Linked DNA regions of Mus musculus: regions 1 and 3 are each linked to region 2. A link is a contact called in public Hi-C and promoter capture Hi-C data. All regions are on one chromosome and are shown on one strand. Each heading gives the region's core, a stretch centred on a gene start, on an enhancer-like site or on the middle of the called end of the contact. The rest is flanking DNA. Distances are from core to core; before and after follow the strand shown. Region 1 holds the start of Septin3 (septin 3). Region 2 has its middle 16 kb from the start of Cyp2d40. Region 3 holds the start of Cyp2d10 (cytochrome P450, family 2, subfamily d, polypeptide 10).

Evidence for each region. Promoter capture Hi-C pulls out the DNA fragments that hold promoters and counts their contacts. A called contact is a pair of places that touch in the nucleus more often than the background predicts.
Region 1: a contact with region 2 is called in a promoter capture Hi-C map of liver, with 3 times the contacts expected there. The contact joins the promoter of Septin3 here to the enhancer-like site in region 2. A contact is called at or near these places in 5 of 39 promoter capture datasets (the C10 cell line, the HPC-7 cell line, embryonic stem cells and 1 more) and 1 of 115 datasets of contacts at active chromatin or transcription factors (embryonic stem cells).
Region 3: a Hi-C map of liver shows a contact between it and region 2, with 5 times the contacts expected there. The contact joins the promoter of Cyp2d10 here to the enhancer-like site in region 2. A contact is called at or near these places in 1 of 39 promoter capture datasets (hippocampal neurons), 1 of 484 Hi-C or Micro-C datasets (liver) and 1 of 9 other capture datasets (liver).

Annotation. Positions count from the first base shown.
Region 1 is chr15:82,267,264-82,270,142 of GRCm38.p6, forward strand. Septin3 (septin 3) reads left to right here and starts at 1,539. Exons shown (of 12, transcript NM_001368785.1): 1 at 1,539-1,804. The region is part of intron 2 of Gm52180 (a long non-coding RNA gene); the gene reads right to left.
Region 2 is chr15:82,746,269-82,749,083 of GRCm38.p6, forward strand. No RefSeq gene overlaps it. Among named protein-coding and RNA genes, the nearest start is that of Cyp2d40, 16 kb to the right of the region's middle. Within about 2 kb of position 1,398, at least 3 of the 459 cell types and tissues checked have an H3K27ac peak or open chromatin away from gene starts, as enhancers often do. A contact at or near this core is called in liver, where this site is marked.
Region 3 is chr15:82,405,863-82,408,779 of GRCm38.p6, forward strand. It overlaps Cyp2d10 (cytochrome P450, family 2, subfamily d, polypeptide 10), which reads right to left and starts at 1,332. Exons shown (of 9, transcript NM_010005.3): 1 at 1,072-1,332; 2 at 45-216. The coding sequence starts at 1,260.

The DNA of each region.
Region 1 (2,879 bases), core at 289-2,788, 480 kb before region 2:
AAAACAAAAACATCTGCTTCAGCTGCTGTCTGGAGTTTCAGAAGAAGACTAAGGGAGATCTGACTTGGGAGTAGGGTAACACATTTCTAACAATTTCTGAATACAGGCCATTTGCTATTATTTTAATTTATGCAAAATGGCAGTCTGAGCATTGCCAATGATACAATCAAAATATCCATCAGTTCTAGGAAAAAACCCACTGAAACAGCTAAGATTTAGTTTCATAAAAACAAACGAACATCTCTACCTCATTAATATGCAAATTTGCCTTTGTCTTTAACAAATGGTAAACTTTTACGTGTACCAAAGAATTATTTTAAAATAAATTTCTTTTTTTCAAATTAATGTTATCTATTTGGTGTTATTCTGTTTTGTTGTTTCTGTGGCTCTGGGGACTGAACTCAGAGTTTTATGCACGTCAGCCGGGAGCTCTGTCACTATACCAATCCCCAGGCAAAATGGATCAATTCCTTTGAATTATTCTCAGTAAGTACTCGATGTATAGGACTGTATTCTATACCTATATACATGACGCTGAGTACAAATGTCTCGGCTACAGCGGCTGCAGATAGAAAAAATGACAAGAGGTTTGCTCAGAGATGGTCAGTCAACCCTGGAGGGAAAGGAGGCAGACCAGCAGGCGAAAGACAGAGATGGATGGGACGCGGGTCTTGCTCTGAAAGGAGGGAGGCGGGGTGGATTCTAGATCTTCAGGCTGGAAGAAATCACTTCAGGGCATCTAATCTCTAACTGAGAAGACAGCTGAGAACTAGGAGGGTTTTGTTATTGTTGTTAGGTTTGGTTTTTTTGTTTGCTTGTTTTTTTCCGGGACAGGATTTCTGTGTAAAGCCCTGGCTGTTCTGGAACTTACTGATACCGGCCTCTACCTCCTAGTGCTGGGATTAAAAGTGTGTGCCACCACCTCCTGGCCTATTGGACAGGAGTCTTATAATGAGTGGTCAGGCAAGGAGAACCCAGGGCCCCTGACTTCAGCCCCACCCAGCTGCTTGATCTCCAGGAGGTAATAAGGCAGTGTAGGCCCTACAGAGCCGGCTCCCCAGGGTGTCCAGGCTGATTTTGCCACCTCTTTCTTTTCTCAGGGCCTCAAAACATGTAGGGAGGGGAAAGAACTCAGACAGCGCCCCTCCCCCTCCACTGTGATTGCTTGCAGGTTGCCTGGTAACCAGGGCATAGCCAGCTATGGCAACCTAAGGCTCAGAGGGATGAGAATGGGATGAGAAGAGAAGAGGATCCTGGGCCCACACGTTCATCATTCAGTCACTGTGAGAAACATGCTGAGTGATTCTTGTTAGGCCCTGGGACCCAGAGAAGGATAAGATCTGCGTCTTTCAGGACTTTGCTGTCCAATATGGTAGATGGACATTCAAATGAAATAAAATTGAAAAAAAAAATCCAGGTCCTTGGTCATCATAGAATAGTGGTAAGTGCTCGGGAGCCGCCTGTGGCTGGTGGCTATTTTATTGGACAGTGGACACATAGAACATTTCCATTATCACAGAAAGTTCTATTGGCCGGCCAGAAGCTCACTCGCCAAGGCGAGCAGCTCACAGGAAAGCAGGCCAGAGCCCCCAGTGTTGTGGGGTATGGCAGAAAGGAAGTGGCAAGATGATGGGTCGAGGACATGCCAAGAGAACGTTGGGCTTGGCTCCTGGCTCAGAGTGAGTGTTTAGGGCACGTCTGTGGCCTGCACTCTGTGGCTGAGATGCTGTGCCCATCTGCTTACGGGCCTGGCTTTGGCAGAAGACTCTGAGTTTCTCCAGCCTGGCTCAGTCCCTGGCACAGAGTAAGTACCCAGCCAATGGCGTCTCTTCCCACCACGGTCCTTCTCATACTATCATGTGACAGAGCAGCCTGGTGCTGGGGAACCCAGGAAAAGGTTCTTAGCCCAGTGGCCACAGGCTGCTGAGGATCTGCCTCACCAGAGACAGCTGGGGTAGGTCTGTGGATTTCTTTGAGGTCTGGCCCGGGGCTGGCTAGCTTCATACCCCGAGTCTTACTTAGCAGAGGATCTGTCTGAAGCAGGATGGGTCTCAGAGAATGGATTTGAAGGGTACAGTTGTATACACAGAAATCCCAACATGAAGCACAACCGCAGGAGCATGGACACAGATGGCCCTGGGGTCAGCAAAGTCTTAGGTGGTTGCAGAGGGAAAGTGGGAGGGCATGAGACAAACAGGGACATCACCGTTGGAGTAGCTCAGTTCTCTCTTACTGGTGACACTTCTCAAGGGTCCAGTCTTGGAGACAAGGACACATGGGTTATGTGCCATCCCCTCCCTAGGTGGCTCTGCGCGTATAGGGCAGCTCAGCTGGCTGACGCCCATAGCTCTGTAGGATTCCAGAGACTCAGAGCAGCCATTCACTGCCACCCACTCTCAAGAGGCCAGAGCCTCCCTGCCCGGAGCCCAGTCCAGCGAGAGGGACAGGTCAGGGGAGAACTGGGCCCTCAGCTAGTGGACTATGATCAGGAGGCTTAGTGAAAGCTCAAGAGAGGACCCAGAGAAGAGAGGTCTCTGAGCCCGGCCACATGGCTAGCCTCTGGGTGCAGAGGAGTGGGTGGGGTCTGCAAGAGGTCAGCTTCCTTGACTGAAAACCACCGGCTTCTTTTCTGTCTTCTGATCCAGGTAGGTGTGCCTGCCTGTTTGTGTGTGTGTGTGTGTGTGTGTGTGTGTGTGGGTATGTGGGGAGGGTAGAACCAAGGTGTTCACAGGACACGGGGCTCACTGAGGAGGCAAGGATCTAGTGACACAAGAACAAGGTGACCTCAGGAGTTCTGGTCCTTGGGTCTGTGGCTAAGCGAAGGGTGAACACGGTGTGCCCAGGTGCATGTGGTGGGAACAGTGGGCAAGAGAGGTCAG
Region 2 (2,815 bases), core at 148-2,647:
GGGTCAGGTCGCAAGACATACAACCTGAGATTTCTCAAACTCCGCCTGAGGAAGCTGAGAAATGGTCTGAGAATCTTGAGTGGCTACTATATTGGGCCAGGTTCTTGTCACATGCTGGCCTCTGTCTCTTATTCATCCTTTGGTTCTTGGTGGTTCGATCTCTCCTGCAAAAATCTTCCACAAGGACATAGGTAAGGCAGATTTCTCTTCAGTCCAGAAGCCTGTGGTCAGTCTGAGTTGCTTTGAGGAAAACAAAAAGATGACTCCTGAATCTTCCAACAGATTGTGCTTGTGTGCTGGGCACTGCTGTGCCACAGCACGTGCCAGCTCACCATTCACTAGGTTTAGCAAAGGCTCAGTCCCTGTTCTTGTTGGATCCAGACCTCTGAAGATCACAGGCTGAAAAGTCCTATTGGAATTCAGTCAGACTCTCTATGCTGCACCTTCAGTGTGGCAGAAAGGAGGCAAGGGCTGAGCTAAGACCACACCATGCAGCCCCACAGCACGAACTACACATGGGTCCCCCTCCTCTTTGCTGATCATGCCTCCCCTGCACTGACCACCTCTGTGGCAATGGAGCCTGTGGATGACTCCATGTTTATTGCTGTCCTGAAGCCTCTAATCCTGCTCCCACTTCCTGTCCATGATTCTTGCCCCTGTCCAGAGTAGTTCCCTAGAATGGCAACATAGCTTGGGACAGAGAAGTGTCTTTCTCAGGTCCCAATTTGGCCTGAAAGGAGAACTGCATGGCAGTCAGGACACCAGCATGCATCATGGCCAGAAAGGCGACTAGGGAGAAAACTTGCTGAGGTCACTGACAGACTCAGGCTGCTGGGTTCCTCCTGATTTCCTCCAGGACCCTTTCATTGTATGTTCTGGTGACTGATGCTTACACCTGCATGTCAGTGCTGGGACAACATGTTCAGCCTCTCATCTCTACATGTCTGTGTCATCTATGACATTAGCAAAGAGAAGCAGAGGTGATGACTGTGTGCTGGCCCCAGTGCAGTATGGGTTGACTCAGGCTGTATTTTCCTGCATGAAGTAAGTGAGCTCTAGTGAGGTAAGAGCATAGACAGGAGAGGGATCTAACATACTGTATGCTGTAATGGGTTTCCTCTCTTGTCTCCTGCTCTTGGGAGAGGACCTGGATGCTCTGCCTACCTTCTTCCTGATGGCACTGTTCATTCCCCTTCAGCCTCTGTCCATGACCTCTCACCCATGTGAACAACTGTGGTCTGTCAGGGTCATGTGACTTTAGGGGTCCTGGGGTTTGGATATTCATAGCAGTAGCACAGGTGTGGCATGTCCACAACAGGATGCTGAGTTCTGGATATTGTAGTCAGTGGGTCTCCCAGGTTTGTAATTCTCTGCAGTCATGTGTACAGATAATTGATTGCTGTCCTTTGGACTCTCTGGAAGAGGACAGATGGATCCTGGGCACATCTCTCCTGGACTCTGTCCTGTGCACTGTTTGTTTCCCTTTCTTGCCTTTGATCTGTCTCGTTTCACTGAAATGATGACCAAAGTGAGTTTAAGAGCCATCTCTAGGTCTTCTTTCTTCTCCTAAGCATTCTCAGAAGTAGGAAGTTACTCAGTAGGATGATTGTGACTCTTGCATGAAGACTTGGGAAAGCTTAGTTTGTCCAAAGGATGGCCAGGTTGGCTAGTGTTGGTTAGGATTTCATCTCAGAATGGATACTGTATCCCTCATGGTTTGAGGCCACAGTAAGACTGTGGTCCATTACCATGGTCTATTACCTATGAAATCTCAAACCAAGGATCAATGCTTCAGATAATTCACTTGGTATAAAACAAAATGGAAGTATTCAGAATCAACCTCATAGGCAATTCTGGGAGGAGTATTTTGTGTATTTCTAAAATGTACACAAAGAGAACTGCTGAGCAGGATCATGACACTGCACCAACCTCCATTTCCACCTCCCATGCTGAAGAAGTAGTTGGGGTTTGTAAAAACTGTTCTCAGATCCAAATAGAATTCTGGTCATTATGAACATAGTCTGATTGGCCCAAGCATCAAAAAACTAAAGCCAAACTGGGTTTTTGTAATAGGTAAAAACGTTCATGTCAAAGGTTACTTCCTAGCTGCTGGGTAAACAGGCTGCAACTCAGCCCAACATTCTGGGCTTTTGCTTTTGGAGCCACATAGTAGAAGGATTGCTCTAATTCCTTATGGTTAACAAATTCCCTCTTACCTCAGCAAACACACATGGAACACACACCCACACACACCTAGATGAAAAAAATACCAAATATTCTTTAAAAGGATTAATGTCAAAAGAGGAAAACAAACAAACCACGGGAGGAAGAAAACAATGCCAAACCAGAGGTCAAACAAGACAGTAAGAGTCAGAAATAAAATCATATATCAGGTATCTGTAGCAAGCATATAAGCAATGCTCACTGCCATTTATTATTAGGATAAGAATGCTATTACCTCACTTTGTGGTTAGATGAAAACAGCTCTGGAAACACAGGCTTCCAAGGGGCAGAGCTTGCAGAGCCTTTTGCATTCTTCATAGACTGTCAATTGACACTGAGGATAACAATACAGGAATTCCTCAACCAAACTACTAATGATATCAGCCAGGAGTTCCCCTTTGAGAATGCATACAGAGCCGGGCGTGGTGGCACATGCCTTTAATCCCAGAACTTGGGAGGCAGAGGCAGGTGGATTTCTGAGTTCGAGGACAGCCAGGGCTATACACAGAAACCCTGTCTGGAAAAACAAAAAACAAAAAAGAGAGAATGCATACAGAAGGAAAAGGAGGCTCCCAGAAGGGTCATTGGATAT
Region 3 (2,917 bases), core at 82-2,581, 340 kb before region 2:
CCCACACGTCTGAACCCAAATCCACCGTCCACACAGCCCTTTACCTTGGGATCCAGGCTTCACACCCAGGTACTCAAAGATGGGCACTTGAGGGCGGTCAGCAGTGTCCTCTCCACAGGTCAACAGCACTTCCTTCATTGCCTTCAGTCCATTGATCACAACCATAGGCTTCCAGCCCATCTGCAGGCTGAACACGTCACCATAGCGGTTTTGAAGCTGACGTAGAGGGACAAAGCACATAGGAAGTAGAGGTGCCCACAGATAATAGAACCAGTTTCACTGCACAACAATGTCAAAGTGAGAGGGTGCCAGGCAGTTTCTTTGTGTGTGAGTGCACATTTGTGTATGTTTACATATGCATGTTTGTGTATGTGAATTTAAGTATGTGTGCATATGTGTATGTGACTCCATGTATCTCTCTGTCTCTGTATTTGCATGTGTACATATCTATTTGTGTGTATCTTGCTTGTTATTGAACCTTGCTCATATATCCTGGGAAAATGCTCTTCATTGAGCTCCATCCCATGCGTGAGGAGGCCTACTAATGTGGTGTCTTATCTTTTAAGTTTAGCAAAGGTGTCATAGTAGATGTCACACCCCAGCAGTTCCCTGGCCAGACCCAGAAACCTATCTTGGGTTCTTTTAGTATGTCAATATACGTGAAAAAAACTCTGGTTCCTCTTGATGAGCAGTGAGTCCAGAGAGCACACAGAAGCAAGAGATTCACGCAGCCACAGTCCCTCTCTCCACTCAGTGTCACGACTGACATGGAGTGGTAGACTTCACAGCATATCAAGACCTCATCATTGACAGGAACATAAAGTACTTGGGACCTCTACAGTTCCTGTCCTGTCCAACTAGGCTGAACATTCCTTTCATACCTTGCTTCACCCTTGGATTTTATTCCCCCAATCCTTTGCCCTACAAATTCCCAGTGGCTGCCACAAAAACATGTCTAAGCCTATTCCCTCTTGGGGATCTAGATCTAGCCACTAAACTGTGGCTCAAACCCTACTATGTGCCACTATGGACACTATAACCTCACATACCATCCATTGCTGAGTCACTCACCTTGTACAAGCTGTATGGCATGTTATCCAGGTCCACCTGCAGCAGGTTACCCAGCACAGGCCATGGCACAGGGCCCGGTGGGTAGCGAGAAGTCCAGCGCTGGTGCCGGTGCATCAGGTCCACCAGTAATATGAAGATAACGGTGAATATGGCCACAGACCACAGGCCAGCCCCAGTCAGCAGCTCCATGGCTACCCCACTTCTGCCCAGGCTTTCCAGAGACCAATGAACAACACTCAATGTAACACCTAGAATCAGACTGGCCCAAGCTTGGATCCTGCTGCCTTATAAAGGAGTGCCAGGGTTGCCCTTTGTCCTCTGTGTCCTGCCCCAACACTGTGTTTTGTTTGTCCACCTGTAGGGAGGAGCTAGTGATGTTCAGTTCCTTTCAGGAGTTTAGCATTCTGATTCTGCTGGGCTGAACATGGTAGGCAGATATCTCGTGGACTCCTGCTTCAGGACGAATGTTCTGATCATTGTGTGCAGGAAATTCATCGGGTTTGCTACTCATGCAAATCTTAGAGGGCTTGAGGACATTGCCTCAGAGAGGAATGAGACCTCCTAGATCTTCATGGAGCACTTTCCTGGCAGACATGAGGGTTGACTGGCATCATGTCAATCACTTCTGTGTGTGTGAGCAGTGGGAGGCTGTTTCCAGATGAGGCTGGAGCCCCAATGGGCAAAAGCAGGGCAGTCGGGAATGGCAGCTGAAATCCCTGTGGGCGAGTGAGGGCCAGTAGTGGGAGGTTACCTAGACTTGCTATGGGGAAGTGAAAGGTAGTGGTGGGAAGGCAGCTAAAGGCTCTGCTGGTAAGTGAGGTCCAGTGGGGTAGCACAACCGGAGCACTGCCATCTTCAGTATAGGTCTGTCATCATCCAATTAATCAGGCAGCAAGATACACAACACAGAAGTTATCAGACCCAGTATGAAGAAGTGGAGAAGTGGTCTGAGAACCTTGGGGGGGGGGCACTAATTTGGTCCATGGACGTGTCACATGCTGGCCTCTGTCTCTTATCCACCCTTTGTTTCGTGGTGGGTCAATCTCACCTGGCAAGAGTCTTCCATCTGGAGATACGTAAGGTAGTTTTCTTCCTCATGCCAGAGGTCTGTGGCCAGGGTGAGCAGCCAAGAGGAAAAAAGAATGATGACTCCTGAGCCTTCAAACAAATGGCTACTGTGTGCTGGTCACTGCTGTACACCCACACATAGCTCATCATTCACTAGGGTCAGCAGAGGCTCAGTCTCTGTCCTTGTTGGGCTCCAGACCTCTAAAGATCATAGGCTTGGAAGTCACTGTGGAATCTAGGCAGGCTCTCTCTGTTGCTCCTTCGATGTGCCAGAAGGGAGGCTGGAGCATTATCCCCTCCCGTGGGTGCGAGGGGTTCCGCAAGCCTGGAAGGAAATTGGAGGAAGGGAAGGAGAGGCAGGAGACCAAGAAGATGGTACCTAACAAGGTCTCGTTTATTAGGCTGAGGTGCCTTGTTTTAAAAGCATACATCATGGGGAGTAGGGGCGGGGTCAAGGGGGAATTTTACAAAGAACAAGGAAGCGGGCATCTGCTGACATGGGGGCCGAAGTCAGGCGCCAGGCAGCGGGCACTCTGCATCTTTTTTTTTCTTTCAAATATTTTATTTATTTATTTTTATTATTTTATTATTTTTTAATATTTTTTATTACGTATTTTCCTCAATTACATTTCCAATGCTATCCCAAAAGTCCCCCATACCCTCCCCCCCACTCCCCTACCCACCCATTCCCACTTTTTGGCCCTGGCGTTCCCCTGTACTGGGGCATATAAAGTTTGCGTGTCCAATGGGCCTCTTTTTCCAGTGATGGCCGCCTAGG